2 separate regions of the Mus musculus genome follow, and region 1 is linked to region 2. A link is a contact called in public HiCAR-type data. All regions are on one chromosome and are shown on one strand. The core of a region is the stretch at or near the end of the contact, and the rest is flanking DNA. Distances in the headings are between cores, read along the strand shown.

What was found. HiCAR-type assays count read pairs that join an accessible place to other places.
Region 1: a HiCAR-type map of kidney shows a contact between it and region 2, with 4 times the contacts expected there. The contact joins the enhancer-like site here to the promoter of Fras1 in region 2. A contact is called at or near these places in 4 of 39 promoter capture datasets (the 3T3-L1 cell line, hippocampal neurons and liver), 8 of 484 Hi-C or Micro-C datasets (cortical neurons, liver, myocytes and 1 more), 2 of 115 datasets of contacts at active chromatin or transcription factors (embryonic stem cells and kidney) and 1 of 9 other capture datasets (pancreatic islet).

The regions. Positions count from the first base shown.
Region 1 is chr5:96,496,287-96,500,384 of GRCm38.p6, forward strand. The region is part of intron 2 of Fras1 (Fraser extracellular matrix complex subunit 1); the gene reads left to right. Among named protein-coding and RNA genes, the nearest start is that of Gm33050, 39 kb to the left of the region's middle. Within about 2 kb of position 2,020, at least 3 of the 459 cell types and tissues checked have an H3K27ac peak or open chromatin away from gene starts, as enhancers often do. A contact at or near this core is called in kidney and liver, where this site is marked.
Region 2 is chr5:96,372,343-96,376,113 of GRCm38.p6, forward strand. It overlaps Fras1 (Fraser extracellular matrix complex subunit 1), which reads left to right and starts at 1,613. Exons shown (of 74, transcript NM_175473.3): 1 at 1,613-2,543. The coding sequence starts at 2,471.

The DNA.
Region 1 (4,098 bases), core at 770-3,269, 120 kb after region 2:
ATTATGAATTCTGGGCAGGTTGAAGTAGAGAAAGGATATACTTCAACTGAAAGGAAATAGAGAGCAACCTCTAACACATACTTGAGGCCCATCTTTCAAGGTCTCTCCGGTGTTATTCTGTCGCTAGTAAAAGGGCGGCAGCAATACTGATGTGATCCTTCTGTACAAGAAAGTAACACACTCATGGTTTCTGAGCTCCATGAATCACATTTTGTAATTCACACAAGTGGCCATCAAAGAAGTTAGGGAAGCGCCAGTTTGATGAAACTCTTTCCAGCAAATTGCCATTTCTAATTATTCAGTGTATTTACCTCCACAGTTGTATCTCATGTCGCTCAGAGGAGCCATACTTCAAACGGAGATGGCTCCTCATCTGGAGAAAGTGATGAGAACATTGTAACTTGAAGTCTCCAGCCTGCCCTGAATTTATGTTATTTCTGATTTGCTGCAGGTCTGGAAGAGAAAGTGAAAATCCCCTTTCTCTTTCTCTCCCTCTCCCTCTCCCTCTCCCTCTCCCTCTCCCTCTCCCTCTCCCTCTCCCTCTCCCTCTCCCTCTCCCTCTGTCTCTGTCTCTGTCTCTGTCTCTGTCTCTGTCTCTGTCTCTGTCTCTCCCTCTCCCGTCTCTCTGTCTCTGTCTCTCCCTCTCCCGTCTCTCTGTCTCTGTCTCTCTCTCGTTATTCCCAACTGTTCTGCTACCATCCACCCCCTTCTCTGAAACGTAATGAGTTCTCAGCAATGATTTGATCTTGTCTTCCTCTTTTCCTGACTCCAACTTTCTCTTACTACATGTGTACAGAGCACATATATCATCATTTATTATTTACCTGTGCATCTAACGTCCGCATGGGTGACTGCAACCGTGTTTTATCCAATCTGATGACGCAAATTAGACATCTAAGAATGTTGCTTTAATGAAATGTTTATCAGGAAAATACTAAAAATACTAGTATTAGTTTATTAATTATCAATCCTCAAAGCATGAAATTGGAACCACAAAGTTTTTAGGGGGAACGCCACACATTAGATCAACCTTTTTGTTTCATGGATGGGGACTGTTGATTGGCTTTGGATAAGCCTCTCTCTGAGACTTGAAGTGCCGGAGTGAGGGGTTACCCAGAGGGACCCCCAACCACTCAGAGGAGAAGGGAAAAGGGATGGAGGAAGGATTGTGGGAGGGGGTGACTGGGAGGGGGACAGTGAGCGATATGTAAAGTGAATAAGTAAAAAAATTAAATAAAAAAAATCCCTCTGAGTTAAGATCTCCATTCTAGTGCTACCACTAGAGAGCTGAAGAATGGGCCTTCCAAGGCCTGTTGTTGAATAAATTCTAACAATATTATAACATTTACAGATATCGTTCTTTGTATATATTACACATGAATTCTACAGTTAAGAGCTGATCAGTTGCATTTGAAAATTTCTAAAAATTAAGAACCAAATCATACAAACTTCATAAACCAGGGTGTATTCATTTTCATTGACTACAAAGCCAGTATTTAAGGTGTGGCTGGTGAGAAACAGAGGGGGCATCAAAAGTAGGACAGCATTGAGGTTGGAGGCTTCTTACAGAGGGCCAGGTTTGAGTTGGGAGAGAAAAGGAAGAAAGAAAGAAATAACCACATTTGGGGAAGAGCACTCCATGCTCTCACCTTTACGAGGGCTGATGTTACTTTACATGAGTGGGGCTTAAATAGGGACTTTGCCCTTTCCAACTGCCCTCCCCTGCTACTGAGAATCTTGGCAATGTCTGGAAACATTTTTCATCATAATAATAGAGGTGCTACTAGAATCACCTAATGGGTAAGGTATGGATGCTGCCCCACTGCCAAATGCACAATAATGTACAGAATAGCCCCCATCACAAAGTTATTCACTGTAAAATGTCAGTACTGTTCTGGTAGATAAAGCTCATAAGTCACGTGTTATAATGTTGACAGTTGAGAGAACAGAACCAGGGTGTTCTTGAATTGGGCTTTTGAACTTTGATGTTTGGACCTTGGTCACATGTGTCTCCTTACCACACTAGCTTGCTAGTGGATCAGTGAATATTGACAGTGATGGTCTGGAAACGTTTGGACAGTCACAATAGAGCACCTTTATCCTGAACTATACCCACATGTGGCTCCAATTTATGAGCAGAAAGGTTGCTATAAAGAAATCTGTGGCAGGTGGAATAAGGCCAGTTTAAAAGGTGGTACCAAATATGCAGTTTTCATTAAAGGACTCCAAAGTGTGTTGCATGCAGATGTGTTAAGCATTCATTGAGAAATATGAGGATTGTTCTTTTAGCTGTCCCAGCAAGCCTTGTCATCCAGCCTTTGCTCAACTGAAAATGGAATGGAATGTCACAAGTTCTCTCAATTATCTTCATTTCTTTTCTTTTGTTGGTTCTTTGGAGACTAAATCCAGGGCAAATGAGAATGCAGCCGAAATCAGACTTGATCACAATACTCTTAAACCCGAGGGCAGTTAGAACCCCAGTTTACTTTTAAACTCCAATCTCAGATAAAGTGAGGTATGCAGGGAATATTTATAGCCAAAATGAGAAGAAAGCTGTAGAATAAGAATAAAGTCTTGATTTTTTTTTCATTTAAATCTGGAAAATGTGCTGTAGTTCCATTTGCATATTTCAAAAAACAATGTAGAAGAAATACTGGTGTAAAGTGTTTTATGTCTTTCAAGGGGAGGAGGAAGGTAAAGTTATAGTAGATCCTTGCTTCTGTCAGTGTTTATAATCCTTTCAACAATCCATGAAGCAAATAACACTATTTTATTTTACTCTAGGTTAATGAGCTAAAGTGATTAGCAAAGTTATTAGTGAGCAGTTGGAGAATTCAGGTCTCTGAGATACTACGTCAGAGGTTCTCAATCCGTGGGTTGCAACTCTTTTGAATGTTAACTGACCCTTTCACAGGGGCTTCCCAAGACCACCAGAAAGCACAGACATTTATATTATGATTCATGACAGTAGCAAAATGACAGTTATGAAGTAGCAATGCAAATAACTTTATGGCTTGGGGTCACCACCATAGGATCTGTATGTGCCTATGTATGTAAAGGGTCACAGTGTTGGAAATGGTGAGAACCACTGCTCTAAATTAAGATCAGGCCTTACTTATGACTCCTTCCAGACTGATGCTCTCTTACTGTCCGTGTTCTGTGCACAGTGTCTGAATGCCCAAGGTAACTGCAGCCAGTTTTCCCAGTTGGTGCCTTCTATAGTGAAGACACACCCACATCAATAATGATTTTTACTTGTAGAGCTATCTTTAAGGAAATTATAGGCTTATATTGTACTTTTCTGCATTATAACTTGCTACAGAAGCAATCCATGGTTATTGTAGCAGGTTTTCCATGTGAACAAGGCTCTAAAGTATAGACTTGCTTCCATCACATTGCTTGGGCTCAAAGAATGTTCTAATGGTGTAGAAGTTTCAAGGAAAGGTGGGACTGTGTTTAAGACCTATGGCTTGAGAGAAGTACATTGTAATTTGTGGGCTATTAACTACACATATAAGTAATCATTCCTAGCACTGCATAGGTTGCCCACTTCAGAGGTTAAACATTTCTCGGAAAACAAGGAGATAGCTCAGTGGTTACAATCCTGATAACTGAACTTGGATCTTCCCAACTCACAGCAAGACCAGATGTGGTAGTGCACATCTGTAATCCTAGAACTCCTACTATACAGAGATGTGGAGACATGGGAGCAGCCCAGAAGCTCACAGGCTAGCTGGCCTGGATTGTGCACTCCAACAGCACAAAGACTTGTGTTAATAAGGTGGTAGGTACAACCACCTTCTGAAAGCCATGTCCACAAATATTCTGTTGCCAGCACCCATGTGTGTGCGCATGTGCACACACACGCACACGTGCATGCACACACACGCGCGCGCGCGCGCGCGCGCACACACACACACACACACACACACACACACACACGGAGCCACACTACACACAGACCACACGAGGTAGTAAAAAGAGCATCAGGTTAGAAGTGTTGATCTTCTCAATTTAGAGTCTTGAGATCTGAGTTCTTCTCCAGTTGTTCACTATAACCCCGCCTTTTCCCCACATATACACACCAACCTCAAAAAC
Region 2 (3,771 bases), core at 363-2,862:
TGGTAATGCTCCCGTCTCTCCCTTCACCTTTTTCTTTTTAAAGATTGTTTTCCTTTAGCAAGTCCAAAAGATGGTTTGAGACCCCTTTGGGTGCCACAGTTCTATGCTTTCTTAAAAATGAAGTCAAATAGTTTATTCTAGGGAAACCAGCTGTCTTAAGTTACTCCTAGTCAGTGGTGGCTACAGAAAAAGTGTTTAGGAGGGGTTAGGAATTGTTAGGGTGTATCCACCTGAATTTGGACAGTACTTTCCATTGGTCTGAGAAAATAGTTTCTAGAGGAAGAGGGGGAAGTGGGAGGAGGGAGGACTCAGGTTCCATCCAAGCTGTGGCTGAACTCTGGCGGTGATGATTACTGGCTTGATTCAGTTCATTCTTTCAACTAATGTTTACAGAGTCCCCATATGTGCTTCAAATACAGAGATAAAACCGCTCTGTCCCCACAACGGCTCTGGGAGGCATCGAGGAATTGCTGGGCGATTCCTAAGTCCTTTGAATACTCAACAGCCACACCCAGGTTAATCAAATGTTTCGGTGCCTAAGTGGTGATAGTTACAGGGACCCTTCAGTTTCATTTCATCCTCTTATTCTAAAAAGCAAGGAATTCAAGTACTACTGGCATGCTTTAGAACATGGGCCTTCCCTATGATCGTCAGCAATATTGGAGTCTACTAAGATCCCTGCCCACCACCCTGAATAGCTCGGTGTTCACTGCCACTTCAAACTCCTTTCTGGACAGTCTAGCTGTCACAGCTCTGCCAAGACAGAGAATCTTTTCTGTCTGGCCTTCGAAACCCAGTCTGTATCTCTCCCGTGTAACCATCCCCAGTTACAAAATGATCAAACCTGGACCAGCTATTTTTATTTAGTCCTCTAAAAATAGCTATCACTCAGTACTGGCTGGAAACCAGACCCCACCCTATCCCTCAACTACCTCCAGTGTGCACACCAGGATGCTTTTGCCCTGACATTGGCTTCCCAGTCTTTGACATTTGGAGGCGCAGCTGGACTCACCCAGACTGTGTGGTGTTTTCATCTTTTAGGAAGCTGTAAAGGTGCACTCACCGTGGGAATCTCAACCTAGAACACACGTGCCCCAAGACTGCTAGGTTGCAGGGAAAACCCCTGAGGGTCCAAAATGCGAAGATGGCCAGTCAGCTCTGCTTCAGGCTCTGTGTTCAGCAGCAGTGGGCATGACGAGAGGTGGAGAAGTAGCAGTTAGGACTTGGGTGTGAGCACCCTGTCCCCAACTAGCCTCTCCTGTGGTACCCTCAACAGTGTCTGAATGGAGACCTAACCTCCTGTTTCCACCCGCCCTCGGTGTGACCACTTTTGATCCCGCCTCAGACAAAGCCAATGCAACTCCTGCAGGATGAATAAGGGGATCAGGTTGCTCTCTCGCCTTCCCCCACCCCCTCACCGCGGCTCCCCTTCCCCACGTGACTCTCTGGAATCTTTGCCAAAGCTCGTAGTCTCTGAGTCCATTTTCACACCCAGCAAAGGAGAGAGGAAGGAGGCGAGAGAGGCTGAGGAAGGCGGAGCGTGCGTGCTTTAAATGCGAGGATCCACTCGGGGACTTATCCTGTGCGTTTCCAGGCCCCTCATCTGGGGAGCATTGAGTTCGGAGGGGTCTTTTCCAGCCTCTCTCTTTCCTCCTTGCATCTACAATTATGGCTCCACCTCCACTTGGGTAATCGCACCTCCGCCCTGCAGCGCAGCTCGGGGTGCACGGTGCGGGGAGGTGGGCGTCGGTGTGGAGCAAGCCGCGCCCCTCTGCCCTCCTCCTCTCGGCGAGGGGCGGGCGCGAGAAAGTGGCAGCAGCGCCCCCCGCGCCGCCTTCCGCGCGGAGCTCTGGAAGCGCCTGCAGCAGCCGGGCGGCGTGGTGCGGTGCGGCTGCAGCGCCCCCGAGTCCCGGAGCTCCTGCAGGGCCGCACAAAGTTTGCAACCAGCGGCCCTGCACCGCCCAGCTCCCCGAGCGCTGCTGTAGCCCGGCCCGGCGTGTTCGCGGGGACCCGCCTCGGCCGATGCTACACGGACAGACGGGGGCGTGCCGAGAGAACTTTGAAAAGCTGCCGAGGAGGAACCTGCTCCTGCAGCTCGCCAGTTGGGGACCTCCGGAGGAACTGGTCTAGCCCGAGGCAATGCTGCGGAATCCCAGCAGCCGCTGACCTGCAACTTTCCTGCTAGTCTTGGCGGCGATCTGAGCTTTGCCTCCTCCTCGCAGCCTCGGCTCACGTTGGTGGCCGCTCTGCTGGAGAACCCAGTGAGCCTCGGGGCTGACTGAGTGTTACTGTCGGCCGCATCCTTCTGCGGTCCACCCGGCCAACCTCGGCTCCCGGCCCAGCAGCCAGCGCTTCCCCAGTGTCTGTGCGTCCCGGTTCCCGGCGCCGGCGCCACAGCCTGAGGTTTGGCAGAGAGCAGGTTCTTGGATGCTGAAGGCTGGGATCTTCCTGCGAGAGTGCCGCGGCGGCGATGGGTGTCCTCAAAGCGTGGCTCGGGGTGGCCCTAGCGCTGGCGGAATTTGCAGTATTGCCTAATTGTGAAGGTAAAAAAGAGCGGAACCCCGTGTGAGTTCGACTGTGCAGTTTAAGACACTCAGCCGGGTTTAGTGCTGTGGGTTGTTGGGTGGAAGTTTTGATTTGAGGCGATAGGTGGACACGGAGTGGATTTCCTTTTCAGCTGAAATCCCCACTCCTGGTTTCTCTTGCGGTCAAACCTCAGCCCGGCCACGGCCTCCTCTTTGCTTTTTGCGGGTGGGTGGCCTTTTGAGGTGATATTTCTGAACCCGGATGAATCTTCCTTCCACTTCTACCCTACTCCTCAAGGAAAAGCAACTACTCGGAACCTAGGTGAGAAGCGAGCAGTTGCTCTCACTTTTGTGGAATAAAATCCTCACCCAAGCTCCACTGTTCTATTTTGCTTTCCTCGCCCCAGTAACTCGCCCCCCCTCCCCTTAAAGACCACTTAAGATTTTATAAGTAGTATTCTGGATGTTGAGATTTCAGTTGTAATGAAATAAATTTTACTCGGGAGCGAGAGCACGAGGCTGCCTGCTTCTCAAGGAACAAAAAGTGGTCAAAGAGCATGTATGCACTTCTCTTCTCCCTAGGTTTTCATTGCGCGCGCGCGCGGGGGGGGGGGGGGTGTTCCAGTCCACTTCTTCAAGAGCTTGGGGAGAGAAAGGAGACTTGAGTGTTGTCATCAGGATAGCTTTCGTAATCTCAGCTCAGATAATACATCAGTAAATCTGATGAGGGGTGTGTGTGTGTGTGTGACATGTTGAGTCTGGTGCTGCTTCCCCCCGCCCCGCCCCCCCCCCCGCGCCCCTAGGCGCGCTGAGAGCTCCCACCTGCTCAGAGCCGCGGGGACAGTGGCTGGGTTAGCATTTGCAGAGGGGGAAGGTGGCAGGCTGGGAGAGAGACAACTTCATCCACGGCTGGGCTCTGGACTTTCTGCTTCCACTCCCGGCTCCATTCATTATTCATCCAGCTGCAGGAAGAGTTCACCTGCCCAGTCGCAAATCATATAGGCAGTGGCGTGCACGTGTCGCTTTTCCTGCATCATAGGTGCTGAAAGGGGGCAACTGGAGATTCAGGAGGGTAAAATCTCAGGTGGGCTTCCAGTCTTCAGACCAGTGGCACCTCTCTTCCTTACCATTTTTTTCTCATAGCAAGCAGCCTGGCCTTGGAAGTCCACTCGTGGACTTTCCCCACAGGTTTAGGCACCACCTTCTCACACTGTCGTGGGAATTATGTCAGAAAGATACTATTTCC